Linked DNA regions of Sus scrofa: region 2 is linked to region 1. The links are chromatin contacts, called in public Hi-C maps. All regions are on one chromosome and are shown on one strand. The core of a region is the stretch at or near the end of the contact, and the rest is flanking DNA. Distances in the headings are between cores, read along the strand shown.

Evidence for each region. A called contact is a pair of places that touch in the nucleus more often than the background predicts.
Region 2: a Hi-C map of skeletal muscle shows a contact between it and region 1, with 8 times the contacts expected there. The contact joins the promoter of SDCCAG8 here to the promoter of AHCTF1 in region 1. A contact is called at or near these places in 2 of 47 Hi-C or Micro-C datasets (blood and skeletal muscle) and 1 of 2 datasets of contacts at active chromatin or transcription factors (alveolar macrophages).

What each region holds. Positions count from the first base shown.
Region 1 is chr10:15,038,226-15,044,393 of Sscrofa11.1, reverse strand. It overlaps AHCTF1 (protein ELYS), which reads right to left and starts at 2,226. Exons shown (of 37, transcript XM_021064442.1): 1 at 1,825-2,226; 2 at 523-543.
Region 2 is chr10:16,187,743-16,193,910 of Sscrofa11.1, reverse strand. It overlaps SDCCAG8 (serologically defined colon cancer antigen 8), which reads right to left and starts at 2,733. Exons shown (of 16, transcript XM_021064181.1): 1 at 1,864-2,733. The coding sequence starts at 1,930. CEP170 (centrosomal protein of 170 kDa) reads left to right here and starts at 2,634. Exons shown (of 20, transcript XM_021064150.1): 1 at 2,634-3,044.

The sequences.
Region 1 (6,168 bases), core at 977-3,476:
GTGGCATTTTAAGCTAAGGAGTATTTGAAAGCTGGAAACTTGATAAAGGCAGAGATGGTACTCCTGGCTGAAAGACATGAAGGAGAAAAAAAAAAAACAAAAAACCCATCAGACTACATCTTCAAGAAAAGGGGCCCAGGGAGTTCTCTTAGTGGCTCAGGGGTAACAAACCCGACTAGGATCCATGAGCATGCGGGTTCGACCCCTGGCCTCACTCAGTGGGTTTAAGGATCCAGAATTGCCTTGAGCTGTGGTGTAGGTCATAGATGAGGCTCAGATCCAGTGCTGTTGTGGCTGTGGTGTACACAGGCTGCTACAGCTCCAATTTGACCCCTAGGCTGGGAACTTCCACATGCCGCAGGTGCAGCCCTAAAAAGCACACACACACACACACACACACACACACACACACACACACACACACGCACACACAAAAGGCAGGGCCCAGGAATGGAGATGATTCTGGAATGGCTGAAGCATAAATCTGTGAATAGTTGAGGCTGGACAGTAGAAGAGACTTACTGTAGAGACCAGTGATGCAACCTAGGGGGAAAAAAAAAAACCAGACTTCATTCTGAAGAACAAAAGAAAAAATTTCCTAAAAATGTCCATGGTTAGATGAGAACGTTTTGTTCCCTCTTATATCAAAATATGTCTATCTCAAAACTGCTGTATTAACAATCTTTTAAAAATGTTTTTTAAATAATTATTGCCATCTTGCGAATTACTGCCTGCTGTGGTAGTAGGTTATTGAAAAATTAGGATCAAAAATTACGGTGCAGGGAGAGCGTAGCCTTCCCTTAGCACTTAACACACTTAAGAGTATCCCTCAAACATTAACTTGACCGGGCTTGTCATCCCTAGTCAAATCCTCCAAAATAAGTAAACCTACCCTAATTTCTTCTCTCCTCACACATATAGTCGATGAAAGCTCCTAACAGAAAATTCTTAACATCTACTGGCACTTTAGAATATTCTAAGAATAAACTGAAGCTGAGAGTTTCCAAGAGACCCACAATTTATCCTAAAGGACTCAGGTTCTTATCAAATATTTTCTCAAACTGCCTCTTAGAAAAAAGATAATAACGGCTAGTTTGAACCACGTTGGCTTTGAGAACAAATTAACCTCCCCACGGCCCCCAAACAGTCAGGGGTAACTAAAAAATAATCGCCCTCAAGTTTCCAGGTGGGGACAAGCACGGCAAACGAATACCCACTCCAAGATGTACAATGATTTAAATCTCCTGTATCTGACCGATTCACTGCACTTTTCAAATCACGAGTCATAACTTCTTCCCCGCCCCAGACTCACCCGAGCCAGGCCCGGGAGCATGTGGAGCAGACACCAACGTAAGACAGACTGAGAGTACCAGCCGGTTCCGCCAGGGGAAGGCCGGCCAAGGTCTCAACCGCCCCGGAGGGCAGGAGGGAAAAGGGGTCGCAGTCCAGGACCGCCTGGGAAACATGAGGACAAGGCTGTAGGCGCGCTAGGAGCGGGGTGTAGACCCCGAGGCGCCTCTCCGTCGCCATGTGCCGCCGCTCCGCCGAGAAGGAGGTTATATAACCAACGCTCGGAGCTCTGGAGCGCGCCGCACCCGCCAACGACCGCATTCGCCCCCTCGAGCCCGCTCCACGAGCCAGGCAGCTCCGCAGCCCAGCCCCTGTGGCTCGCTGGGCGGCCACAAGCCCGGCCTAGGCCCGGCGCGGGGAGGGGAGGGCCCGCGGACAGGCGCGGCGGGAGAAGCCCGGCCGCTGCTCGCGGCCCAGGCCGCGCCGACCCGCCCTCCGCGCGCCGGCCCAACCCCCGCCTTCCCTTCCCCCTACCTAAGAACGGCGGGTGACCGAGCCGCCGCTGCTGCCGAGTCCAGGGGGCGCGAGGCGAGGCGCGAGCTCCTCCCGCGCGGGTCCGTCACAGCATCTCCCGGGAGACACGGCCGCCGCCGGCAGGGCGCACGCACCTCCGCCCCACGGAAGTTGCCTCTCGGCTCGCGGGCCTCCGCCTGCGACCTCCCCGGCCACCTCAGATCCACACCCCCCGCGAGCGCCTTCGCGGGCTGCTGGGGCGGCCGACTGCTCAGCGACAAAAACGCAGCAGCTGCCTGCGCTGCGGTTCCGGGTCTTCACCCACGCGACTCTACCTCCTCCGCTCCGGCTGCGCCGGCCCGGCTTTGCGCATTAGCCCCGGCAGGCAGACCGAGTTCCACACGCCCGGGAGGGGAGGGGAGGGGAGGGGAGGGGACGGGAGGGGAAGGGAGGGGTGGAGCGGAGAGGGGCGGGGGAGGGCGGAGAGAGGTGGGAAAAGGAAGGGAGATCGCGGCGCGGAGCCCGAATTCTCGCGAGTGTTCGACCTTGGGCGCCAGCTCTGCGGGAATTTTCAAACTCCATGAAATGAGGTTGGGGGAGGGAAGAGGAGGAAAGGGAAGCCGGTCGGGAAGGGCAAGTCATTTACATAAAATGGGATCTCTCCGCCTCCCAAAGCCGAGAGGGGAAGAAAAGACTACAAATCCCATAATGCCTTGCGCGTAAACTTCTCTGGCCACCTAACCCGGGGAGCCGCGCGGAGTCGAGAGTGGTAGTCTTTATCCGGAGTGGTAGTCTTTATCTGGAGCAGCGGCGGGCTCCCTATTGCTAGGGTGTCTTCTGTGGCGGGAGAGTCGTGGTGTTATCATCTGGCGCTGTTTGCTGGCGGCCAAGTGATAATCTTTGCATTTGGCGTTTTTCGTTCTCCCGCTCGGGCTTTCCCTGCGAAAGTGGGCACCTGGCTTATCGGGAAACACTTCTTTTCCCCTCCTGTAGATATTTTTGAATATCCGAGCGTGCTTTTGTGGCCAAAGGTGTTCTCGATGCCTAGTCTAATCTTTTACCCCAAATTTTATCTAAAATTTTACCCCAAATCAGTCTTGCATGTTTGGTTACCCTGGGGTTTCATTGTGGAATTTCTTTTATTTGTTATTAGTATCTTTGAAGTTAGTCCCAGCACCCAACACTTTTCAAATAAACTTCTTCAAACAGAAACTACTCCGCAGTCAGATGTGCTAATTCAAGTCCTTGCCTCCCTCCCATTCTACACTTCCTTTCTTTGTTCCCAATTTATTCTCAGTTCATGGGTGCTGTACTTAGTAGTCTGAAGACAGTGAGTTCTCAACTCAGGTGTGCTGCTAATGAGCTGTGTGACTTAAGGAAAATCAAATAACCTCTCTGGACTTCAGTTGTCAGATCTGTAGAGTAAGGATGACTGGATTAGAGGTTCAACAGATTTATTAGACATATGTTAACTTTAAGGGCCCTGCCAGTTGTAAAATTTTAAAATCTGTCTCATCATACTTATCCGTATTAAATGACTTTCTGAAATGATCTCTCAAATTTTAATCTTTCTTTCCATCATTACTGACAGAATGCTGGTATGCTTTCTGTACGACTTTCTAGATTATCTGGACCTGTACTACAGTATTTCCCTACATAGTTCCCAAGAATCTTTTCTTCACTTTCCTCCAAACAGGATTTTATGTTTCAGTATCTCCCACTGAAAATGGTCCAGCTAAGTCTCTTTTTTCTTACAAATCTTCCCTTCAACTTCAGTCCACTTTAATTACTTAGAACTTGCACTGAAAATATGCTATGTGTATTATTTTATATGTTTCCCCTTTTGCCTCTGACCCCCCTCCATCCACCCACCACCCACATCTCAACTATACCAAGAGGAAACTTTATACTTTTTTTAACACATTAAAAAAAGCATTATACTTTGTTAATGCTTCCTTCATATTTGCTAGGGTTTTTTTTTTTTTTTTTTACTTTCAACTGCTCTGTAAACTGCATTTCCACTTTAAAATCTCTCATTCATCCCTTTTTCCTCTTTTTAGTCATTAAGCATATGCCAAATTGTTTTAGTTTCAAGAGATGTTAATAAGAGTTAAAATGGGGAAAAAAATCTGAGTTTAGTTGTCAAATGAGTTGGGGGAAAAGCTGATTAAATAAAATTAAATAGTTCTTTTACGTAATACCTCACTGCCTTTAATATGCTTGGCATTTCCCAAAGTTACTTGACCATGGACTGAATCTGTTTATGCTTGTGAAACATTTTGCCTCATTAGCGTTCCACAGAATGGACTGGTAAACAGGCTTCAAAGCTTGGAGGAAGCCCTGTGTAGTGGAAAGAACACGGTTATTTGGAACCAGACAAAAGTAAGTTTTAATCCATTTCACTACTTTCTGGCATCATGACTTTAATCGAATTACTTCACTCTCTCAGCCTGTTTTCTCATCTAAAAAGAAAGGATAGTGCTACTTCTTTTCCTTGCAGAGCTGTTGCAAAGATTAAAAAGAAGTATGTGCCCAGCGCAGGATTTCATTAGTGTTCTACCTATGTGATCCATCATTAGTTATTTTGTTTAACGGCCTAGAAAATGATAATAACTAGTATGGACCCTCATGCTTCCATTTGGAACATTTTATTCAAGAGGTGATATTTCAGAACCAACCCAGCATCCTGGGAACAACAGACAGCCATCTGATTTCAGAGAATTTATTTTATTTTATTTTATTTTATTTTTAGGACCGCACCCACGGCATGTTAAGGTTCCCAGGCTAGGGGTGGAATCAGAGCTGTAGCCGCCAGCGTACACCACAGCCACAGCAATGCCGGATCCTTAACCCAATGAGTGAGGCCAGGGATCAGACCTGCATCCTCAAGGATGCTAGTCAGATTTGTTTCCGCTGAGCCATGATGGGAACTCTCTGATTTCAGAGAATTTAGAACCTCATTGAAATGTTCTGAATTAGATCTTATTTGTTTCGCAAAGTAATGGGGTAAAACTTGATATTTTAGCAACAAAAACAACAACAGCAAAATAGAGCTTGTCTGTTTAAAATAGAAGCAACGCCTCTATCCTAACAGCTACATTCAAGATGTTTGCAGAGGTTACATTTTCATCACTTTTATACAGATTATTGGTTATAACAAGTCATACCCCAACCTTGTTTTTTCCAGTTGACAACAAGCTTGCTAAGTGAAGAGTCATTTTTTCTGTTCCCTGCTACATTTCCAGGGATGGCATAATACCCATCCTGTAAATGAGCATTAAGGAGTTCCCGTTGTGGCTCAGTGAAACCAGCCCAACTAGTATCCATGAGGGTTCAATCCTGAACTCACTTAGTGGGTTAAGGATCTGGCATTGCCGCAAGCTGTGGCTTAGGTTGCAGATACGGGCTCGGATCTGGAGTTTCTGTGGCTGTGGTAGGCCGGCAGCTGCAGCTCTGATTTGACTCCTAACCTGGGATGGAACTTCTATATGCTGCAGGTGAGGCCATTAAAAGAAAAAAAAATCTGTTAATTAGAAGATCATAAAGATTTCAAAGCGTGACACACAGTCCTACTATAGAGATAGAGTCACGTCACGGAAACATTAAAGGACAAAGTGACGTGTGCAGACCAAACTTGGCAGACTTGAGTATAATTGCAGCTGATTTGGAAACCATTTGTTGTACAGAAGAAATTTCAACAAGCCATTCGATAACCATTGGAGTCCTTAAAAACCAAGAGTCTTCATTAATTTCATTTAATTAAAATCATTTCTTTCCTTTGCTGGCATATTTCAAACCTGCGTATTGTCTACTTCCAAGAGAAGAGGTGATCTAAGACGGTCCCTCCCAACTTCATGTCAGCCCTCAAATTCCTCCCCAACCATCAGGAGCTCAGAGGTCAGAAGTAGCTGGAGGAAGCCACATCCCATTCTAGACCAGCCTCAAGGCAGATGCAATAGGATCAACCCTTCCAGCATGTGACTTAAAGGAACATTCTCCTGAGAATTTCCTTGACCACGTGAAGCACTTTTGCAAGCAGGGAGTTAAAACAGAAAAAGCATTGAATTCAGAGGGAGAAGATGTAAATGTGCATCCTGACCCCTGACGTGACTTTGCTATCCATACATCCAGGAACCAAGACCTTAAACTATCCAAGCCACAGTTTCCTCATCTGTTGTGAGGATCATGTGTAAAAATACGCAATAAACTTTTAACTCATACCAAGTATTTGCTACTGCCAACACTTTGTTGGACATCAAGTAATTTAGTTTAGCTGTGCAAATAAGAGTAATATGTGACAGTAGAGAAAATATTTCTCCATTCTTTTGGATGACTTGTTCTATGTAAATATCAGGCTGCAATTCC
Region 2 (6,168 bases), core at 1,484-3,983, 1.1 Mb before region 1:
CCACCAGCTGTGGTGTAGGTCGCAGACGCTGCTCGCTCAGATCCTACATGGCTGTGGCTGCGGTGCAGGCTAGTGGCCATAGGTCCGATTCAAGCCTGGGAACTTCTTCTATATGCTGCAGATGCGGCCCTAAAAAGCAAAAAGCGGGGGGAAAAAAAAAGAGCTTGGAATTCATAGTTAGTTTCAACTTGTTTTCAGACCTAAGTACGTGAAACAATAGCTGTACTCTAAGGCCACTTTCTATAACTCCCTTAGGTGGTCACTGCTATTACTATCCCAGCGGGTTTTAATGAAGCTCCCCCATAATCAAGGTTGCTTCAGCAAGTACACAAGTGCATGTCAAGGTACCGTCCCTACTTTTTGGCCTCTGAGGAGTACCACTAAATGAAAAGGTGGAAGACCTTAGCACAAACGGGTGAAATGATTGGTTTAAGTCTTTTAAACATCTCAAAGAGATAATACAATTATTCTTAGTATCTCAAAAGCGTGATTAACTTTATAACTTTATCTCTTTTTTCTGTCCAAACCTGTTTACCATCTGAAAACACCCCTACAATCGCCTAACACTAAACCATTGTTTTGGTTCTACATTACTTCAGGCTTGACTGTTTACTTATAAAATATCCCTTTTTTAGCTGTTAAACCCTGTCTTTTGCTCATTTTACCTCAATGGTTGTAGGGAATAAAAAATGGAGTTCTACTGGCTTTTTATTACTCTGGTAAAAATAATGGTCATAAACGTTAAAACCAAGAGGTTTAAGAAATGCAAAAGAACAGAAAATAGAGTGAATGACGTCTAGGAGAATAATGAATCCTAAAAAAAAAATGTTTTAATGGCCCCACTCGTGGCAATATGGAAGTTCCCAGGCCAGGGATTGAATCGGAGCCATAGCTGCAACTTGTGCTACAGCTGTGGCAACAAGGGATCCTTAACCCACGGTGGAGGCCAGGTGGGTTAAGGATCCCTTAATGAACCTTTGCCTACACAGCAATCCGAGCCTCCACAGTCATTCTTAGCCCACTGCACCACAGTGGGACCTCTAATATTCCTTAATGAAACTTTTAAGGATTAAGGATCCAACAGAGTCATGGCAGTGGCTCAGGTGGCTGCTGAGGCATGGGTTCAATCCCTGACTGGGAACTTACACACACGTCACAGATCACAGGTGTGGCAGAAAGAAGAAAGAAAGAAGCAAGGAAGGAAGACAGAAAGAAAGGGAGAAAGAAAAAACATAGGCTTTTAAGCTTTTAAGGCAGACAAGCCTGACTGAATTAATACCAGGCTCTGCCACTAACCAGCTGGGTCGGCTTTGGCCTAATTTAACCTCCTTGCACCAGGTCCCCAGGTGTAGAAGAGGGTCACTCATAAGACTGTTGTTAAGTTTTAAGTGATTTAATGTGTGTAAATAGCCTGGGCCGCTAAATAGAAGCTGTTGTGACTAAAATAATTATTAGTGTGTTTTTTCCTTGTCCAATAAATCACATCCAACCCAGCATACTATAATTCGAATGTGTAAAAAGAGCGCATCAGAAATGTACTGGATTAAAAAGAGAGATGTAGGGGAAGTGGGCGACACTCATAGAAGCGTCCTAGAGATTTTGCGGGCGTCGGGTGAAAAAGATGCCCAAGACAAGATCAGGGAGTTGGTTCAGGTAACTATGGGAACTATGGGAATCAAGGGAAGCGATGCTGCTTAACCGTAATAACTATTTAGCCTTCCCTCAAAGATCACAGCAACATCCAGCTTCTTCCTCTGCACTCTGGCTTGGGCCGAACCAAGCCGTTAGGAAATGCACCTGGTCAGCTCCCGTCCACGAGACCCTGGTATTAAGGGGTTAGGGCAAAGGTTCGGAGCAACTCACCCCGGAGACTCCGTTGATACTGCCCCAGAATCTCCTCCAGGGTAGAGTTCTCCGAAGATTTCGCCATGCACACACTCGGAGCTCAGAGACGGGAGTTGCGTGGGGTAGTGTCCAGGGTTCTCCTCTCCGAGAATAAGAGGCCCCAGCGCCCCACAGGCGCCCACCCGCTTCCTGCCGCGGCTGTCAACCCGGAGCGCGGAATCCCAGACGCAGCCAGCCGGGCCTCTTCCCACCCACGGGCCCTTGTGGTGGACCTCGGAAATTGTAGTCCTCGTGTTCCGGGATTACTGTCTCAAGTTCCCAGGCGCCCTCCCAAACAAACTACAATTCCCAGAGGGCAACGCGCTCCAAGCTCACGCTTCAGCAGTTTGGCTGCCAGATCTGGTCGCCAAGAGACCGTTTGGAGGCTCCGCCCATTTCTGTAGCGCTGCCTGTCTTGGTCCTGCCTCCATCCCATCGTGTGTTTGGACCATCTGACAGAAAGCACTCACTGAACGCCTTGATTCTTTTAAGTTCGCTAGAATGCAGTTGACCCTTGAGGCGTCTCAAGAACGCAAATAAATTCTACACTCTTCAGCCACAACTTTTGCCAACACCGCCAAATAAATTCTCAGGAAAAAGAAGCTCTGAATCTCCCAAACAGCCTAAATTGTGAAAGCGGCTGACGCTACAAATTTTAGCACACCCAGCTGGCCACCCGACCTCAGTTTGGAGGAGTTGACGCACTGCCCGCTGGGAAATGTAGTCCTTACGGGTTGCGGTCCCAGCTAAAGCCCAGTCCTCCTCATTGTTGAAGCAGGTCTTTGGTGTACGCCTGCGCAGTCGGCAGCTGGCGAGGCCTGTGGGTGAGACCCCCCACACAACCCCTTTTCATTGTCTGTGCTTGGCGCCTGCGCAGTAGAAGTTCGCCGGGACTGGGCCGGAGCAGGGGTAGGGCCGGGCTCTTCGCCCTCTCCCCTGGCGCCTGCGCACTGGGCGGCCGCTCCTTGCCGTTACCGCTATGTGCGGAGCGTGTGTGGAATAACGTTATTGCCCAGCGGCGCGGAGGGGCCAGGAGCTCGATCGCGGCGGCGGCGGCGACGACGAAGACGACGACGACGGGGTGGGGGAGGAAGCTGGCGAGAGACTCACGGGACGCGGCGCGCCCCGCCCCCCGGTCCGGTGCCTCTCAGCAGTGAGGGGTAAGTGATGCACTCTGATGCCGTCGCCGCCGTCTTCCCACATCCTGCTCCTCCGGTTTGCAGCCGGGGCTCGGGCGCGGCCCGCGGCGGGCGGGGTGCGGGCTGGGCGGCGAGGGGCGCTTCCCGTAGGCTCCGCGCGCTGCCCCCGCCCCGGACCCGGGACCCGGCGGGGCCGCCCCTCCCCTCCCCCCCCGCGTCCCCCAGTCCTGCGGCCCGGCTTCCCCGCTTGTGTCCACGTATTGAGTCGTCTGGGCTCTCCCGGCTTTGTGCAGCCGCTCCGCCCAAGCAGTGTGCAGGGGTGCGGGCGGAGCAGTGGAGGGAATGGCTGCGCTGCCGCTGGTGAAGGGATATTTCCCGGTCCGAGCAGCTCGGTGTCGATCCTTATTGTGTGGTTGTTTTGGGGGTGTGGGGTGATTTGGGGGGTCCGGCGAGGAGCCTTTTGGACGCGGTGGGAGGGCGTAGAAGACGTGGTGTCACGCACCCCGCCAGGCGACTGCACCCGCGCAGGCTGTAGCTTGGTAGTAAACCGGGGGAGGAGAAAGTGGCTTCCTGTCGACTTCATTGTCCTGAGATTCAAATGTGGTCTTTGGTATGTGTCCCTTCATTTTATGCAAGGGAAGGAAAAATTAGCAGCTGCCTAACACAGGGCGGGAAGATGTGGGATTTGTATCCCGAGTCATAGAATCTTTGTTTTTTAGTGTGTAGCAGAGTTTTTATTTATTTGGAGAATGTAAAGCTTCTGGAAGACAAGGACAGTGCCTGTCCAAGCCTTGCCAAGGTGATCAATATAAAATTACTAGATGACGATGAAGAATGGACTAGGAAGGGCCTTGACGACGAAGCTGTTGTGTAGCAGGAAAATGAACCGGCGGAATTGTTTTTTTATTGGGTGGGTAACGCATTCGTGTTCCTAAGGGAGGAGGTTAGGAAACATCTTTCCGTTTTGTTTTTTAAGCATGCAAAACAAAAAATAGGCCTGGTACATTTCTTTTTCTGACTTTTTGAACTGATATTTTTATTCTCTTAATGAAAATTCACCCACTTGGGAGAAATGTGGTAAAGTAGGTGATACACTTGATTGAAAACGCATCTCTTAAAATGATTTGATTATTAAGCTTACAATGCATACAACCATTTGCTGGGGTTAAAACAAACAGAAGAGAGATTGAAGGAGAATGGGGAGGAGCAGGTGGAGGACTGATTTGAGAGGAGACAGTTATATTATAAATACAGTATCCAGGTCTGCACTGATATAACCCTGGCTGGGTAGGCTGCAACGGTTTAGGAATTCAGTTCTGGAACTATTACATTGCAAGTTACAAACCATTTTGTATTTTTCTGCCATTATTTTTTAAAAAGTAAAACCAGTGCTGCTTTTACTTTTTCTTAACTTTGTAGATCTTGTAGAATTTTGGTGTTTTAAAGCTGAAGAGTCTAAAAGCACTTAACAGAGACAAGAGGAAGACGTAAAACTTGGAAAGTGAACTGACTTGTGTGTCCAGCCAAAATACTCATGAAAGCCAGAGTCAAATAAAACCAACGTCTCTGCAATGTGAGCTCCCAGCTGTCTCCCCTAGTCCCCCAGCTTTTAGGGAAAGCTTCTCTACAGACTCTTTGAGTTGTCTGTGACAGTCAGGTTCATTGACAGCTCCGTTGTAGCAGTCTAGTCTTTTTCTTTTGAAGTAAAGATAATAATACTAATGATGTAGAACTATAGTTTTATGTATTAACTTAAGGATATAGAAAAAGATACCCTAAGTGGGCTTTTCTTAAAAACAAAAGCTGTTGGAATTTTCCCCCTACTTCTTATTAGTAACCGTATTTTAGTACTGTTGTCTTATATTGTATTTTATAGTATGATCAACTATATATAAACTCTTAAAAATCAAATTGCCACATAACAAGAACCTATGAGGTTTGTTTTTCTTCAGTTAATGAATTTTATTATTTTCAGCTTAATTTACTTTTTAAGGAGAACACTCAAGTTGAACTTTTAATTAAATGTATGCTTTTTTGTTGAAATTGAGTTTGCCATAAATTGCTTATTTGTTGTCTTATACTTTTTAATCCTTTAATTCTACATTGCACTTTAATAGACTTTTTAAAAAAATTAGTATATCATGGACTTCTCTTATGGCCCAGTGGGTTAAGGATCTGGCCTTGTCACTGCTATGGTTCAGGTTCTCTCCTGAGGTGAAATTTTGATCCCTGGCCTGGGATCTTCCATGTGCTGCGAGTGAGCCAAAGCAAAACAAAAGAATTAGTATATCGCTTACATTTCAACTTACTTAAAAAGTAATCTGTAATTAAATTCACCATGTGGAATTATATTAAACTTGAAATTTGTCTTACTGTTAAATTTCATGATGTTCTAAAATGACTTTGTATGGAAATAAATAACCATCTGCATATTTTCCAATTTAGTGTTAGAAGTGAAATTTATATTGTAAAATTATCATACATTATGCCTGTTAATGTAAATATCAAAACACTTTTAAAAAACTCTGTGCTTAAGTGATTTGGTTTGTTTGTTCCAACTATCAGTTTTTTATTTCCTTTTATCACTAAAAAAAAAACAAAAAACTAGTTTTATTGTTGTATCCGATGGTAATCACATATCACTCTTCTAGTACTGAATACTAAACATGTTTAAACTTGTTGTCAACTTTTTTTTTTTTTTGGTCTTTTTAGGGCCGCACCCTCGGCATATAGAAGTTCCCAGGCTAGGGGTCAAATTAGAGCTGCAGCTGCCGGCCTACACCACAGCCCTCAGCAACACCAGATCTGAGCTGTGTCTGTGACCTGCACCACAGCTCACAGTACCGCCGGATCCGTAATGGACTGAGTGAGGCCAGGGGGTCACACCTTTGTCTTCATGGATCCTAGTTGGATTTGTTATTGCTGAGCCAAGACGGGAACTCCCAACATGTCTTTTATTTCACAAAATTCTATCCCAGAAAAATACTTTTGCTATTTTAATTAAGGTGTAGTGATTTTTTTTCTTCTTTTCATGAACATTGGGCAGTTAAACAGTGCAGTGTTCTAATAAACATCTAACAGCGTGGTGTTAAATTGCCAACTCAAATATCTGTACAGTTGCAAATTCTGGGAATATAAGAAAAGA